Regions from separate parts of the Mus musculus genome. Here regions 2 and 3 are each linked to region 1. Evidence: chromatin contacts called from public Hi-C data. All regions are on one chromosome and are shown on one strand. Each heading gives the region's core, a stretch centred on a gene start, on an enhancer-like site or on the middle of the called end of the contact. The rest is flanking DNA. Distances are from core to core; before and after follow the strand shown. Region 1 holds the start of Cfap58 (cilia and flagella associated protein 58). Region 2 overlaps Sorcs3 (sortilin-related VPS10 domain containing receptor 3). Region 3 holds the start of Sorcs3 (sortilin-related VPS10 domain containing receptor 3).

Region 1 (2,722 bases), core at 161-2,660:
CTATAAAAATATGTATGTATTACTATAAAAATTAAAAAGACCTACTTAAGCATTCCCCAAAGGAATGTTATTGAAACGTCCAAATAAAGAAAAGTAAAATTTTCCTATGTCATTTTATTATTTTTATTCTTTGAAATTTCAATAAATATTTACAGGGATAAAAATGTTGGCAAAGGTTATGAACAGGGAAGCTCACAGAAGGGAGGCCCAGAGCAGCTCGTGTTCATAGGAAGAAAAATGCTCAATTTCTTCAGTGGAGGAAGCGAAAGTAAAAGCAAAATGTGCCTCTGCTTCTTCCAGCCCATTGACAGAATTTGAAAATTGCCTAATTAGATGAACTAATGTTTGTCTAGCCCTTGCTTGATGCTCAGTAAACGCCGGATGGGTGCAGAACCTGGGACATTCGCTGTGGTACAACATATATAGGGCAGTGCCATTAAGGGATTGCACCTTTGCTGTTGGAAAGCAGAGTCCACTTTTAGGCAGGAAAAGGTACACGCTTCGGATAGTCACGTGGTCACTGCGTCTTAGGTTCACGAGTTGCTACGGAACAGAGCTTTTGCCTATGTGTAGTGGGTGAAGTGGAAGAATACATCTTACAATAGGGACATGGAAAAGGAGAGGAGAGGTTGTCTTAGCCCCAGTGGCCCTTCGGTGAGATTTCTTTTGCAGAACACACATGCGTGTTCTAATATGATGTCCCCTAGGATTCCCCTATGCACAACCTCGCTCATCAATATCTCCTACAGGGGAATTTATATATAGGTCCGTAAAATGCACACCAGTCAACAATGGCTATGGTGGTGATTGGTGAATTGGAGGCAGCCTTGTTATTCAACATTTGAGGAAGGAAATGACATGTGTCGGGTCTTCAATTTGAAATGCCAAGCAGAAGTCTGAAGCAACGGACACCAGTGCAATAAAATTAGGCCCTAGAAAAGAACGCTGCCCAGTGAGAAAAGAACATATTTCTAACGTTCATTAGCAAACTAATAAAAACACACGAGAAAATGGGATTGATTTTTTTTAAAAATACATATCTGAGCACACAAGCACTTATTAACAATCTTTGTGGCTGAATTTGAGGGTTGGGAAATAGGGCTAGCGATAAAGAGAAAGAAAACCACATTTCACGAACAAGACTGATTATCCATCCCAGCTCTATGCATTCACAGTGCACTGGTTTCTTGAGTCTGGGGATTCTGCTATGCCTCTCAGGGGCACGGTTCCTTGGCTCCATCCCCTTCAGGATATATTTGCATATTTCTCTGCGGACCACTGCCGGGTACCGACCTACGGGGCTCCGCCCCTTTCGAACCTGTGCTTTGCCTCAGCGGCAGGGGGCGTGGCGGTTGCCAGGCGACCGAAGACGCACCGAGCGCCGGATTTCGGCGCCCGGGCTGGCGATCAGAAAAACGTGTCGCCCTTTTAGACACTGGGGGCAGTGCACAGCCCCTTCTCCAGACTCCAGCCCAGTTTTCTGATCTCCTCGGCAGCCTTTGAGGCCGCCTCCAAACAGCGTCAGGATGACGGAGGTCAGGAGTCAGAGCCCCTCTTTTTCTCCTTGGTTCTCTTCCTGTCATCTCTTTCCTACTGGAACTCATCCTTTGTTACACTCACTAATTCTGATCCTCCTTCACAAGCACCCCTGCTATATGCATCCTCACGCTTTTTCTCTCGTGGCTCTGTCCCACCTCTCCTCTCTTCATGAATTCGCAGACCGTGACTGGCAGTCTGAACTGCGGGCGATTACTGATACCGCAGCAGAGATGTTATTGAAAATGTCTCATTGTTACTTTCCTCATTAACCTCTCCACCTGTCGCGCCCTGATCCCCTAACACATGATCACCAGCTGTCACACTTTCATCACGGCCCTCCAGCTCATTGTCATTGCCCTGTGCTCTCATTGACCCCGTGTTAACATCCCGCAGCCCCGTCTCTCGCCTGTGTTACTGGACACTTCATCTTCAGCTGCACTGATGAGGGCTGACTTCTGCATCCTTCAGTAACCTGTCTGTCCATTAGCCCTCTCATCTATAACCTCGACAGCCCTACATCCTTGCCATCACTTGACATGCAGAGTTCTCATTTATCTTGGTCTTACTTAAATTCTTCACCGATCTATCAGAGTGCACCCGCACCTTACCTATTATATACCATTTCCAGCCAGTATCAGCTGTATAATCTGTGAGTTCCAGAGTAAAATGAAAAGCTTTTTAAAATTACTAAGACTTTTAAGCTGTGACAGCAGAGAATTTAACCAAGGTAGAAGTCTTCTGAGTACTAAGTCTTGAGTGAGTGACTGGGCCCACACCCATGAAACCAGCCCCGGTCCCAACATCTCCTAGCACAACCGTGCCCCGCCCAATTGCTTCTTGTCCTCTCTCTGCCTTTGCATCTCCTCACCATTCCATCTCCTCCACCTCAACTCTGCCTTTGTAAGCTCCACCCCCATCGTTCCTTATCCCCCCACACTGTCCCTGCTCCCAGTTGCCATCACTCAGTGTCCCGGGAGACTGTGGTCACATCACCGCTCCCCACTACCTGGTCTCTTTCATGACTCTTCACTTCCCATCTTCGCTTCTTGGTTCTGCTTGCTCTCATTTTTATTCCTCATTCTTTTGCTTTGCTTTGTGTTTTCTCTGGTTCTCACTGTCCTCTTCTCAGTTCATTGTTCTTCATTCTCCATGTTTTCCTCCCTGGAAAACTTGTTGTCTGCAG
Region 2 (2,722 bases), core at 133-2,632, 430 kb after region 1:
GGAAATGTTCCTCACCAGGGAAGACTGGCGGAAGTAGAATGGAGTAGGGGCTTTAAAGCCGCACGTTCCACTTTCAGATATTCTCAGCTTGGTCGCTGGGCTTCTGCATTTGCTGGCTAGATGCCTTCCCCTGATCATTTTCTCCTAACTTTTTGAAACGTGAGGCTGCTTTTAACAGCTGATTTTTTTTTTTTTTTGAAATTGAGGGTGATGGCTCCGAAGTTAAGATTCAACTGTGGCTTTCAGCACTTGCTGCTCGCGCCTGTAACAGATGGGTTTACAGCCATTATCCCATAGAATACGATACATGATGAAGTTGTCCTTACAGCAGAGAAAAAAAGCTTCATAATTTACCTTCAGAGCCGAGCTTGAGAGGGTGCCGGGAGCCTCAGCTCTGCCACGATGTGAAATGGATTCTAAAAAAGGGGAATGCTTCAATTGTCTGACCTTTACAGCATATTTAAATGTATCTGATGGTGTTCACAGTAGTAAACACTATAGCTAAGGTTATGGGCTGGGAAAACTGAGTGGAATATTTGCAGCTAGCTGTGGACGCTCCTGGCAGGAAGACAGGCACCTGGCTTTGGACTGGGATGGAGTCTGGGAGGGGAAGTGATGGCATTTTTTTTCCCCAGTGAGTACTAGTAGATTTTGCACCAAGAGAGCTTTGGAAACTGAGGAAGCTCTTTCTTCCTTATCTAGGATGTATCCCTGCTTCTGTGAGCGTGCAGAGGACCTAATGATGGCCCCGCCCTCTATTTATTTATTCACCCACCAAATATTTACTTACCATGTACTCTATGTACTGTGAACTGCTGTAGGGGATCGGAATGTGGAGATATGCTTTCAAATTATCTCGCAAACAGTAAAATGGAGAAGGGGGGGGTGTAAAAAGGTGTGCTAGTGGTGTATACATTAGATGCATACCTAGTGCACATATAACATGGAAGAGACAATAGCGCTTTATAGGAGCCAAAAGGAACAGTGAAGATAGAAGCCAATGAACATTAAAGCCAACTTGGTGATGAAGTCAGAGAAATCAGTAAGGTAGTTGGCAAACCGGAGCTCTAGGGGTAAAACAAAGAAAGCTCGGGGAGAGTTTCTAGATTTTTCTCTTATGCAACGACGAGAAGGCTGCTCATGCCGTTCACAGAGAGATGAGTTGCTAGGGACGCAGACATGAATGACACATCCCTCCCCCTGTTTGAGGTTAGGGGAAATCGTGTAGCCTTTTAGCAGTGAAGACTGATCACTCTGAGCCAGAGACCCTGCCCATCATCCTTTATTTGACGTTGACGTTCGTTCTCCTGATGTAACAGGAGGAAGCCTCAGCCCCCGGGGCAGGGGCTGCTTCCTGGAGCTCTGCCTGGCATGTGTCACCCTCCAGTGGGATGGAGTATTTCTGAACATGCTTCCGACAGCAAGCACGTTCTCCTTTAAGCGGAGCCATATGCCACATCCCCAGCATGAAAATTTAGCCACCACTGAATCATCTAGAGATGAAATAAAGGTTAGGAGTTTTTTTTTTTTTTTTTTTTTTTTTTTTTTTTTTTTTTAGCAGAAATAAAGGGCTTTCAACTCTATTTTTATAACTTTTTTTTTTGTCATTATAGAAGTGGGAATACCTAGTGAAGGAAATTGAAAATCTGGAAACAGTGAAGGAAAAGAAATGACCTAGCATCCACTGACCAGGGTACCAACTTGCATGTAGTCTGATTTGTAAACTTAGGTTAATACTTACACAAACACCACATACACACACACACACACACACACATTTTAAATATGCGTTTCATTATTCAATATATATATATAAAATATGTATTCTAAACCCTTGTTAGCATATTGTTTTATAAGTTGTCTTTACAGTTAACTTCATATTACACAATTATGCATTATACTCAATATCATGTATATATACAAAAGCCTAATTTTAATGTCCTGATATTGGAGCATCTTGGTGTCACTCACTCTTCTATTGTGGCCGTTTGTGTCATTCCTGAGAGTTTGCTGCTGCGGGCAATGCCCTGTGACCTTCCTGGGCTTCACGACATCGTCATGATTATCTGATTATTTCCTCTGGATTCACCACAGCACTGAAAGCTTCACGCCAGAGGCTGAAAACATTTCCTAGAGATTTCTGATATTGAGAAATTGCTTTTGCAGAGAGGAGACGCGACACTTATAACCTTGTCTTTTGTATTGTTTTGGACTCCGAAATTTTCCCGTGCCTGGCGTGGTGGAAACATTTCCCAGCAAGTATTGGTTCATTCCGCTACTCATTTATTTATTCAGTAAATATTTATAGAATGGTAGTACCTTGGGAGGAATAAAAATGTCTCAGGCAAGTGGTTACACAACCTTATGCATTTGTCAAAACTCACGGAGCCATACGTTAGGAAGAATGGACTTTGCTGTATGTAAATTAAGGAAATAAAACTTAAAATAGGCTCAGACAAACTCATAATTCCAAGGAACTTAAAATCCAGGAAAAGAGATAATGTATGCGGTCACTTGTTACAGCACAGGGCAGCCTAGTAAAACATAGGAAGTGCAAGTATTTATTGGGACAGGTGTGGTAGGAGGGGGACCCAGTCAGCATTTGGCATATTTAAATTTTGTTCATTTCCTGGTAACACAGAGATGAAAGGACATGAGTATACCTTCTCACAAAGAAACCCAGCATCCATGGGGTCAGAACTACAAACAGAAATCATGCCAT
Region 3 (2,722 bases), core at 132-2,631, 270 kb after region 1:
CATCCTTTTCCGGTGTTTCCTGGAGGCCACCTGTCCTAAAGGTTGTAAGCCACGTCTCCAGCCAGCCCTCAAGCTTAGCACCCCTCTCTCCACCTCACCAAAGTCTCTGTCTTCCTGAGGTCTGGAAGAGTCCCAGTCGCATCAGGCGCGCATACCCTCCTGCCACGGGGGACAGGGGACCTGATAAATGCTTGCTGCTTTGGGCAGGGGACCTTCCAAATAGTGGCAGACACTTTGAAACAAGTGGCCCTGCTCAAAAGCGCGTCTGGGGGTCAGAAGGGCAAGACCTAGCAGTCCCTGGCAGGAAAACAGGACCTGGATCTACTACTGTCCTCCCACATCTAGTGTAGGGTCCCCAGAATATCAGCCTTTGCTTTGCCCGGCGGCTTTCAGGCTCGCTTTCCAGACCTCCAGGCGGCTTAATCTGATGACGCCCACAGGTGCTGGAGGACCGTGCCTCATGAAGAGGGGTGCTACCCTTGTTCTCCACATTGCCTCTGACCACTCACAGGCTTCTGGATGTGCAAACAGCCTATGCGTGATTCTCGAGCACCCACGGCCGGAGCGCACCTCGCACTCCGCCCCGCCCCGCCCCGCCGCTCTCACTCACACAAGCCAGTGTAAACGCGCACGCAGGGAGCCGCGCGCCCCCGCACACCCAGCAACACCCCCCCCCCCCAGCTCAACCAGGTACCGACCCCCCAGGCGCCCTCCCTCCAGCCCTGGAACACCCTGGTCTCCCTCTCTCCCTCTCTCGCCTGCGCGCACGCACGCGCACGCACGCACTCCCCGCGCCCCCGCACCGGGAGGGGGCGCAGGCCTCCGGGGGCGGGGAGCCCAGAGCAGAGTCGTGGGTCCATCCCGCGCTTGGCTTCAGAGCGGTAGCTCCCGCCTGGCCCTGGTCTCCAGATCGAGAACAGTTGGCAGTGGAGATAATTTACTCCTCCTTCTCCTCCCGGAGACCCTATACTTCCCGCACGCCGTCTCCCGCTCCCAAGAACAGACCGAAGAGTGAATCCCCAAACGCAGCCAGGAGCGGCTTCCCAACTCCGCGCCCGAAGCTGGCTGGCTGGTGGTTGGATTTCCGAAAGACTCCGGATAAGGGTCTGCTGTGAGCCCCCCCCCCCCCTCCTCCAAGATCCAGCTAGCGTTGCCCATTTTAAGAGGATTTCCCTATTCCCTCTGAACACTCCTTTTCACAAATTTTTTAAAAGAGGTCGGTGGAAAAGATTGGGAGGGGGGGCATTTTAACAACAGCATCAAACCGGCCAGAGCATCGAGAGAGCATTTAATAAACTGCCTTTGGGTTTTGGAATCACCCTCTGGACCTGGGAGCAAGCGATCCAGAGGGGAAGAGTGTAAGGGACAGGCGAACCACCTCCTTCCCGGCCGCCCCCTCCTCATTCCCCTGACACACTCGCTAGCTTGCTTGCCGGCGCGCGCATCCCTCCAGCACCCCCCACCCCCCCTCCATCGGACCCGCACCTCGGCGGGCGCCACACACTCGGCAGCCCGAGCCGTGGTAGCCGCAGCGGGATGGAGGCGGCAGGCACTGAGCGCCCCGCAGGCTGGCCCGGGGCACCCCTCGCCCGGACTGGGCTGCTGCTCTTGTCAACATGGGTCCTGGCCGGCGCCGAGATCACTTGGGGCGCGACAGGAGGTCCGGGGCGCCTGGTGTCCCCGGCTTCACGACCACCAGTGTTGCCTCCTCTCTTGCCACGGGCAGCGGAGAACCGGTGGCCTGAGGAGCTGGCATCTGCACGGAGAGCCGCTGCACCGAGACGCCGGTCCAGGCTAGAGCCACTATCCCAGGCGAGCCGCGGGGAGATACGGACTGAAGCTGCGGGAATGTCGCCTGAAGGCGCTAGGTGGGTCCCGGGCATTCCATCTCCTAGCCAGGCGGGCAGTGCGAGGAGGACTCGCCGGGCGCAGCCCCCAAGCCCCCTGGAGCGCGGGGACTCTTGGGCTACTGCTCTCGCAGATGGTGCCAAAGGAAGCCGTCCTCACACCAAGGGTTCGCGAGAGGAGGTGAGGGCGACGCGGACTGGAGGAGCGTCCACTGAGGAGCTCCGGCTGCCCAGCACGTCTTTTGCACTGACCGGGGACTCGGCTCATAACCAAGCCATGGTGCACTGGTCGGGACACAACAGCAGTGTGAGTACCCATCTGGCACAGATCGCTAGTCTCCTGACAGCCGAGGGTAACGGTAATGGGAGGCGGGGGGTGGTGGGGGGGGGGGTGAGGAGAGGGGCGAGGGACAGATAGTTTCTCAGGGTCCAGAAGGAGAATCAGAATCCCCGGACTTTTAGAGAGGGGTTTGTCCTGCCCACTTCACGCCCCCAACAGGTTAGCCGAGTTTTGTTATAAGATGGCGTGTGCATCTGTTTACTGAAGACCCCAGTACTGAGGCTGTCTGGAGGGCTAAGAGGAAAGTGTGTCTTAAAAGCTGTCTGGGTGAGGAATCTGGTCACTCTCTCCCGCATCCAGGTCGGAGAGTGACTTTTTCTTTTCTGGGGAAAGGATGGATGCTTGAATTCGTGAGTGTAAACATGGGCTGATGTGGAGAAATCTCTAGACAAATTCCCGAGACTGGAGGAGCTCCCTTTTAGCCCTGGGGTCATGTGAAGGGAACCAGGGAGCTAGGGAGACTGAGGCCACAGGGACAGCAGAACACTTGTTCATTTTGGGGTCGCTGCTCAGCACATGACGTTCTAGCCAGGCT

The links. A called contact is a pair of places that touch in the nucleus more often than the background predicts.
Region 2: a contact with region 1 is called in a Hi-C map of cortical neurons, with 2.2 times the contacts expected there. The contact joins the enhancer-like site here to the promoter of Cfap58 in region 1. A contact is called at or near these places in 3 of 39 promoter capture datasets (cranial neural crest, embryonic stem cells and hippocampal neurons) and 2 of 484 Hi-C or Micro-C datasets (both in cortical neurons).
Region 3: a Hi-C map of cortical neurons shows a contact between it and region 1, with 5 times the contacts expected there. The contact joins the promoter of Sorcs3 here to the promoter of Cfap58 in region 1. A contact is called at or near these places in 1 of 39 promoter capture datasets (hippocampal neurons), 3 of 484 Hi-C or Micro-C datasets (cortical neurons and embryonic stem cells) and 1 of 115 datasets of contacts at active chromatin or transcription factors (embryonic stem cells).

What each region holds. Positions count from the first base shown.
Region 1 is chr19:47,936,302-47,939,023 of GRCm38.p6, forward strand. Cfap58 (cilia and flagella associated protein 58) reads left to right here and starts at 1,411. Exons shown (of 18, transcript NM_001163267.1): 1 at 1,411-1,535. The coding sequence starts at 1,527.
Region 2 is chr19:48,366,924-48,369,645 of GRCm38.p6, forward strand. The region is part of intron 1 of Sorcs3 (sortilin-related VPS10 domain containing receptor 3); the gene reads left to right. Among named protein-coding and RNA genes, the nearest start is that of Sorcs3, 160 kb to the left of the region's middle. Within about 2 kb of position 1,383, at least 14 of the 459 cell types and tissues checked have an H3K27ac peak or open chromatin away from gene starts, as enhancers often do. A contact at or near this core is called in cortical neurons and hippocampal neurons, where this site is marked.
Region 3 is chr19:48,204,644-48,207,365 of GRCm38.p6, forward strand. Sorcs3 (sortilin-related VPS10 domain containing receptor 3) reads left to right here and starts at 1,382. Exons shown (of 27, transcript NM_025696.3): 1 at 1,382-2,154. The coding sequence starts at 1,537.